Regions from separate parts of the Danio rerio genome. Here region 2 is linked to region 1. The links are chromatin contacts, called in public Hi-C maps. All regions are on one chromosome and are shown on one strand. Each heading gives the region's core, a stretch centred on a gene start, on an enhancer-like site or on the middle of the called end of the contact. The rest is flanking DNA. Distances are from core to core; before and after follow the strand shown. Region 1 overlaps tnn (tenascin N). Region 2 holds the start of mrps14 (mitochondrial ribosomal protein S14).

Region 1 (4,379 bases), core at 882-3,381:
TCAGCACATCAGATCATTAACAGGCCACTTGAGGCCAGGTTTACTAACAGCTTGCACTAGTGAAAAATGTCTTTTTGGCGTTAATACAGTACAGTTTATATTTACTAAACACACCCAGCTTTTAGGCTACAGTGATTTTCGCATCGCTTATTGGATTGGTTAAAATGGTCGAAATGTTGCGTCTTTCTTCCTTAATTTCTGCATTGTCTGTAAATCATTTGCAGAAATTTCCACATGCATCTGTGCTGCTTTGAAATTGTGTTCTTGCCAATTTGTCCAGTTTAGTGAATCAAAATAGTAAGGCTTGTTGCACAAAGCCAGTTTGAGTTTTTACCCAGGTATTGCCAAGTTCAGACTGCACGATTTTCTAGTAGTCCTGTCACACATGTTTTCACACTGCATGACTATCGAGGGTAGCGTTTGCTGCTTTGTTTACACCGCAAGATGGATCGGAGATGGGGTTTCACACTGCATGACTTTAGAATAGGAAGAATCACAGACAATTTTCTGTCTCGGTCCGCAAATTACATCTCACATCCAAACACACGCAAGAAGTGACATGGTGGTCACGTAATATATCTTTTGTTATTAACTACATAATGAGGATGAAGCCTTTAGTAGGGTAAAAAATGTACTTATTTTGCTCACATGACTATTGAAGGGAATTACATATTTCTCTTAAACCGGTTGTGTTTTTGCTCAGATGACATACGTCAAACAGACACGGTGCTCCTGCCAAATTTACACTAGTTTTTCCTCCATTTTTTGGGTTCAAATAGATTATTAAGAACCCTTTTAACTTTTCCCCATCCTCCCGCTGACCTGCAGATACCCACACTAGTGGATGCTGCTCTCTCATTTACTGTAGGTACTCGCAGATGTTATTTTCAACCAGAAAACATTTCTCACAACATAATATTGATTCGCGAGGTCCAGATATTTAGCATGCCAAATATCTTATGGGTGTCAGCGACTCATCAGCAATTCTGTCATATCGCATCTTTAAAAGTTTACATTGTGTGATTGTTACTCTCATGAACGAGCACCGATTTACGTATGATTTCAGGCATTTTTCTGCGATTTCTCAAAACCTGTCGGCTAGTCAAAATAAGGGCTAAAATCATTCAGCCTGAAAAGCATAAGTTTGCATTTAATTTGACGAAATGTATGTTTTCAGGCTCAAGAAAGTTGGTTAGTTTTGATTAGGTTTCGTAGCCAGCAAAACTTGTGCTACACGGTTAACCAGAGTTATGAACGTCTCCATAGCAATAACATATATTGTATATGTCAATAAAGCTACTCTTAGTTCTTGTACGTCTTTTTCACTATTGTCTATCACTAAAATCATTTTTAGTCCAAATTATTTTTTGTTATTGCTAATAATAATATGTTTATATTAAATTACTTATACTTAATATATTACATATTCAAATACATTCGAATTGTCTTTTCTTATTGTTAATGCCTTTAAATTAACATTCGCATTTCAAATTTTAACATATGCATTTGCTTTAAAATGGAAAGGTCTTAAAATGTCTGACTTTTAAGTTGTTTGTGATCTTATATATTTCAACAAACACTTATATTTTTTAAACAAATGAAATAATTAACTTGTATTGATATGATAATATATTCTTTCACTGCATCAACAGTGTATATTTTTACCTTGTGTATGTGTTTAAATTCATTATATTACTGTTAATGACATATCTTAATTTTCTACAGAGAAGTGAATTGTTGACTCTCTTGGGAGATCTAAATCAAACTGACTCTCTCATGTGTCGTGTGATTGGCTGTTTGCTGCATGTGTCACACTTTCATGTGCATGCCCTCCAGAGTTAACTACAAACTCTAGGTTAAACACTTTACATTGAGTGTTGAGTTTGTTCAACATGTTTTATGCAACATGCCTCTGGACCTTAATTTATAAACAATTCAAGTCTATATACAGTATAGTAAAAGCCTTATTTCTGTAAACAGAGATAAACTGTTCAAAACATAGAACTGTTTAAGTTTGCATGAGCTGACTGGGAAGATACTAATCAAAAACCTGTTTCCGCTTCTGTTGAACTCTTTTTGCTAGAGCGAGCGCCTTTGATGGCCCACACATAGACTGTGTAGAGAACACCAGGCTTGAGACCCGTGAACCTGTAGGAGGTGCTGTCAGCTCCTACTCGAACCTCCTGGCCGGAGCCGTCTAGAGAGCTGTATTTCAGCATGTAGCCATCAATGTCAGCCTGCACCTTGTTCCACGTCACCGAAGCTGAGTCCTCTGTCACTTCCCTGGTCATGAGGTTAGTAGGAGCATCTATGTCTAAAAAGCCAGTTGCACAACAGTGTTAATGCACAGCGTTGCATGCAGATATACACAAAGCTGTACTGGAGACGATGCATGACCATGTGAGGCAATGCATCATTGAACCATGAAGATAGACAATTTATCCTTTTCATGCTGATTTAATGAGCTATAAATCCAAGATGCAGATAGCAAACACTATTATTTCCCTTCACAGTTTGATTTAATTTCCCTCTTGGATCAGTAAAGATTTTTATCTTATCTGATGTTGGGTGCTTCTAAAAAAAGTTGAGTGGAAATTAACGAGTTTAATTATGTAAATCTGAAAACACTCGGTACTTATGAAAAGTTCAATTTTCTCAAATTAGCGTTAGGCTTGATTAATGGAGCCAGCAGGTTTTGTTAGAACACCACAATTCATCACTACAGCACAGAGACCGAGGACAACACTGCACTGCACGCTATATAAAAGAATCCTTTACACGTTTTTAAAAATAAATGCGTGTAAATATTTAAAAAGGGATGTATAAAAGCAAATAAGAATTTGTTAATGCCGATTGAACTAAATCAACACAAATGTGGCCAGGTGGAATCATGCTTTCTGTCATATGTGAGAGCACTGTGCATGCTGTGTGAATACAAAATATTCATAATATGTATGCTGTCTTTTGCACTTGAATAAGTAGCAACAAAGCAATGACAACTACAGTCATATACTGAGAGTTTACCAGATATTTGATTTGCATTTAAATTAAAGATTTAAGCACTAAAAGTGAAGACAAAGCTCCTTTTAAATGCAACATACTCTAAAATAGTTTTAATAATAATAATACATTTTTTACTAATATTTAGAGCTGCACAATATATCAATTTTGGCATCGATATCGCAATGTGCACATCCTCAATAGTCACATCACAAGACATGCAATGTTGAGTCTGAATTATAGTTGACCAGGAGCCTCAGAAAATGTGATTGATAGAGTCACTGCTAAGTTTAACAATAATAGAGGGACATTTTAAGCCCTGGGACTTCGCATTTCAAGAGAGTTTAAAATATTTGTACACAAAAATGTATGATGTTTGAAGGTATACTAAAGAATTTATAATTTATATCTTGTGATTCTAAATAACCACATTTCAAAGTAAAAACAAGATTACTTTACCTTACCCTATTGGCAGATGATAATTTTGCTTGTTTTAAGGAAAAACTCTTTTGATCTAAGGATCGTTTTCAAATTTAGGTTGAAAACGAAATAAAGCAAAGTAAGAAAAGCATATTTTATGTTGTGATTATGCAATTTTTTGTACTTGAATGCTGTTAGACTCCCCAGAAAACTGTCAAATAGAGCTATTCAAATCTTGTGTAACTGTATTCATATTGGGATATTTTATTTTTCTGCTATAAATGTTACAATTTCAGATTTTTCCAATATTGTGCAGCCCTAGTGTGGATTAACAGTTGCACATATAATGCAGCAAACTAATTTTGAGGGAAAAAATCTGCATTACAACATTGCATATTAACATCTGAAGCTAATTAAGTCAACTACAGTAGCAAATATTGAGATAGCAAATATTATACCAAATATTTAGTTTTCTTGATTTAAGTTTCTTGATTCCAATTCAGCCAACTATGAAAATTAATTTTGTACTCAGACTGGTGATTTCCTACTGCCATATGCCCTCATGGCATATTTAAAAAAAAAAAACAATGTCCAGCTCAAGCTTGATCACGTAATGGCAGTCAACAGTAAATCTGGATTGTAACTCAGGTGTCAGATGAACGTCTGGATTGATAGATGAATGTGATCTTTTGCTGTTTTGATAAAAACAGCATGTATATAAACTTCAGAGAAAAAAATGCATGGATTTTATTTTGGACCATGTTTCAATTAATGTTAATTTCACACAATCTTAATATTTTTCCAGGATTGATGTAAACTATTGGAATTTCAAGACAAATTATCGGGATTTACATTAATTAATTATTTCTTTTTTTTTTTGCTTAAACACCAGAATATGTGTCACATGCACTGCTCATTCCTGTTGTCCCAACACAAATGATTAAGTTAACCTAACAATT
Region 2 (4,379 bases), core at 597-3,096, 67 kb after region 1:
ATACATCATGTATATCTATCCTAAAACCCATATTATAGGTAGAAATAATAGACATTATTTTTTATTACAGTAAATGAAGGTTGTTTTGACTTCCTCAGCCACTTTAATTACAAAAATATTTAAAAAAATCAAACATTTTATTCATATCACAAGATTCATATCAGAAAATAATTAATTTAAATGGTGCATGGCTGGTATAACCACAAAATAACTTATTGGATTAACTTAATTTTGTTAAAGACCAAATAAAAAAACTATTTACACAATTAAATGCATCAGAGTTGGTCCAATATGATTTTTTAAATAAAAGTTTAAATACATTTGTATATTTATGATATATGATATATGGTAAGTCTGATTCCATCATGTATGTATAATATACAGTATGTCAAGTTTTACCTGAAGTTATCCCAAATAAGCTAAAAGAGCCATTTTAATGATATTTCATGAGTTACATATACAATTGATTGAGACTGACCTCAGATCTAATTTTAGGACAGTTATTGCTCACTGAGCAAAGCAACAACCTGATTTTTGTTAATATGGGGTGCTTCTGCAAGGTGCTAATCTCAAAATTAGATGAAAGGTGAAAATATTCTAAATCTTCAAACTAAGGTGAAGTGTAGATTATAACAATTTTGTCTATAAACTTTAAACACCTAAGATTATTTTTATTATTAAAATTTGTTTCTATTAATTCAATCCCACGCAAAGAACTACAAATCCCCTAACCAGGTAGTTGGACCAATACAATTTCTTCATGTTGTTCCAACACAAAACGCTAAAATCAACTTAATGGTTCACAAATGTAACTGGACTGAACATAAAACAAAGAAATTAGCCAAAGAAATTACTAGAATTATGTAATTTCAGCTCATTTAAAACAGGTAGTTTGAAAACGCAGCAGAAATAATTTTTGAGTGCATAAGAGGACGTTTTCTGCAAATGACCTGCTATTTTAGTTTTTTTTATTATTATTATTAGATAAAATGACTGAAGATCAAATGTTAATTTACATTGTATTATTATTGTTTTACTCTCGGGAAAAAAGAGTATTTACAACCTGCAGGTATGGTTAGGCCTATATTAACATATTGTAAAAAGGTTAGTTTTAGTTTTAAAGTTAGTTTTGCCAAGCTCTTTTTTATTATGTTCATAAAAACAATCCTACCCATTGTTGTAGCCCATTATGGTCCAGTGAAATAGGCGTGTAAAGAAATAAAAGTAGTTTCAGGATTTTTAATTTATTAAAGTATAGTTGAGTAAAGGTCAATTCTGCCATCGTGTGGTTGTGTTCCGCAATTACATAATTTATTAACATTAACTTTTTTAATCATTATTAACTTTCTTAATTTTCATGCTCTCTGAATAATTTATGAATCTTTTTTCTCGTGAATCTGTTTTTGCTCAGTGCTATGCTTATGGATTGGTCTAGAACAAGGGTGTCCAAACTCGTTTCTGAAGGGAAGAGTTTAGCTCGCCTCAACACATCTGCAAGGGTGTTTCTAGAATGCCTAGTAAGAGCTTGATTAGCTAGCCCAGATGTGTAAACTATTTGGAACTAAACTTTGCAGGACCATCCAGGACCGAGTTTGGGCACCCCTGGTCCAGAAGATTCTAGATACGGAGCTACAGTTTCCTGGACAATAATCACAGTTTAAATGTTATTCATCATGACAAAAAAAAATGTGATTGACATGATATATAACGACAAAGTCTCAATATTTTCAACTAGTTTAGCACTGTTTATCATCGTTGACAAATGCTTGGATGAACGTTGATATAACCAGCAGATGGCAGTAATGATAAACTCTTTTCAGTCCTAACCCTACAATCTGCCACTGCCAGTGCAGATCAACATGGCGGCGTGGAAGCTCCTCAACACGGGCATGGGCTTTCTGCACTCGTCCTTGTCATTCAGTAGACAAGTAAGTAATCTTTGAAGATGCACATTTGTAAATTTAGACACGTGGTATTTGTGTTTCAATTATATTGTGGTTTAGAATGCGATATGGTTAGGAGGCATACATGTCTAACCGAATCATTCTGGTGACATTTGTACGTCATGTAATTTGTTTTAATTTAGTTGTCGTTTTGTAAGGGCTACCCATAAATACTTGTATTGAAATGTTATAGTTGTTTACACATTACATGAAACTAAACATGTATATAAACCCTGTTAAATATTGAGAACAGTTTAATGTATTAATTTTATGTCTAACCAATACAAATATGTAAGTCTGTAATAAATTCTGTAATATACTTTTATTATGGTGAACTGTGGTATTGTAGTATGATATACCTAGTTGTAGAAATTTTAATACAGTTGTTTTATCTTGTGTTAGTTGTATTATCACAGCATCTATAGAATTACCACCATGCATTAGTTCACATACTTTCCTGGTAGTGTTTAAAACATAGTGTTTACTATATGTTACTATAGTATTTATACTTACATAGAGTATATGTAAACAAAAAGATGGACAATTTGTAGAGCTGTACAATATTGGAAAAATCTGTCATTGCAATTTTTGTTATTCTGCAATATATATCGCGATACGATTTTCAGCAGATGACTTGAATTTCTCTATTTGGAAAGGATTAGTCATTTTAGATCGGTTGAGATGAGAAGTGCATCTGACTAAAATATAATTAACAACCTACAAGCAAAGATCAATGCAACTAAAAAATACAAGATACAATTGACATAAACAATGTTTTAGCATTTTCAGAGTCTAACAGTCTTCAGGCAACAGGCATACAATGTTTCTGCGAGGTCTTAAAATGTCTTACATTTCAAAAACCAAATTTTAGGCCTTAAAAATTCTCAAATGCCCTGAAATATTGTGTTGTAGGACTTAAATCATTTTAAAATGGTCTTAATATTTTTGTTATGTACAGCTATACCCAATTGTGTCAACATCCATCCAATCCTTAATATACTTCAATAAAAGTTTTAAGAAACGTTTGTTTATTAACTCTATTTACTTCTTAATATGGATTAATTATCTTCCTTTCAGTAACATTTGTTTTTAATGCTTTTTTAAGGTTTTACCTTGACCATTTAAAAAATCTTTAGCTTTTAGCCTTGTGTAAGTCTGAAATTTCATTTATTATGGTCTTAAAATAGTCTTTAAAAGGTCTTAAAAAGTCTTAAATTTGACTTGATGAAACCTGTAGAAACCCTGGGTACAGTAATTGAACAATAAATATAAAAATAATTCAATACAAGTAATCATTATTACGTTATAAACAGTACAGATTCTTAGCCATGAATCCTTTCATAGTCATACAATCACAGGCCTCAAAAACACATGAAAATTATTATATATAGACTCACTCAACATTGACTATTGTGAATAATCACATTGCGATATTGATGCTGAAACAATATATTGTGGAGCTCTAACATATTTACAATTTTTAAAATGTGTATAATTTGTTGTTGTGTGTGTGTGTGTGTTTACAATATTTTGTATAATAGTATACTATTTGTGTAATAATAAAATATTAAAACTGCATATGTAAAGACTGAATTGCTACATTCTAGAAGTATTAACTAATGTAATTTTACTATGGGGATTTGTATACATGTTATTAACTTTTGTTATCTACCTTGTGAAGTTAATTTATGCATGTGAACATTAAATATACCACCTTAAGTATTATGTACAGCAATTATAATCTTTTGACAATTTGTATTTCAAAAATCTGTCTATAAATATAAAATATCTGATGTCCTTCAGGCCTGCAGAAGTCCAGTTGCAGTGATGGAGCAGGTCAGGAGCTACTATGTCGACTGGAGGATGTTGAGGGATGTGAAAAGACGACAGATGGCTTTCGAATATGCAGATACACGACTGCGCATCAATGCCATTAGGAAGAATACTATTTTGCCAAAAGAGCTACAGGTACATTCAGAGTCTTGCAATTTCAGTTCAGTGGAGATTTATGGTTCATCATTATTGTTTTTCATGTACAGCTTTCAAATAACATGAACACGTTTTTATTTTGCAGTAATTGAAACCTATTTATAGAGTCATTATCGTTAACAGAAGAATGAAGTGTATTTAAAATAATAATAATAATAATAATGCTGTCCATGTTTGTTATGTTTTTGCTCTTAGGAAATAGCAGATAAAGAAATCGCTGCTCTTCCTCGAGACAGTTGTCCCGTGCGCATTCGCAACAGGTGTGTGCTGACCTCACGTCCACGTGCAGTGAAACGCAGATGGCGTCTTAGCCGAATAGTTTTTCGTGATTTAGCAGACCACAGCCAGATGTCTGGAGTACAGAGATCAATGTGGTGATCAGCCATGACATTGTGTTTGTTCTACATCATTGTCATTCAGTGTGTGAGCTTTTCAACCTATGAATGA

What was found. Hi-C and Micro-C count contacts between places; a contact is called where the count stands out from the background.
Region 2: a Hi-C map of fibroblasts shows a contact between it and region 1, with 7 times the contacts expected there. The contact joins the promoter of mrps14 here to the enhancer-like site in region 1. A contact is called at or near these places in 4 of 18 Hi-C or Micro-C datasets (caudal fin, fibroblasts, hematopoietic stem cells and 1 more) and 1 of 4 datasets of contacts at active chromatin or transcription factors (caudal fin).

The regions. Positions count from the first base shown.
Region 1 is chr2:38,497,975-38,502,353 of GRCz12tu, forward strand. It overlaps tnn (tenascin N), which reads right to left. Exons shown (of 15, transcript NM_131036.2): 8 at 2,051-2,314. Among named protein-coding and RNA genes, the nearest start is that of kiaa0040, 36 kb to the left of the region's middle. Within about 2 kb of position 2,132, at least 2 of the 62 cell types and tissues checked have an H3K27ac peak or open chromatin away from gene starts, as enhancers often do.
Region 2 is chr2:38,565,263-38,569,641 of GRCz12tu, forward strand. It overlaps mrps14 (mitochondrial ribosomal protein S14), which reads left to right and starts at 1,847. Exons shown (of 3, transcript NM_001045358.1): 1 at 1,847-1,928; 2 at 3,747-3,911; 3 at 4,128-4,379. The coding sequence starts at 1,860. The coding sequence ends at 4,310.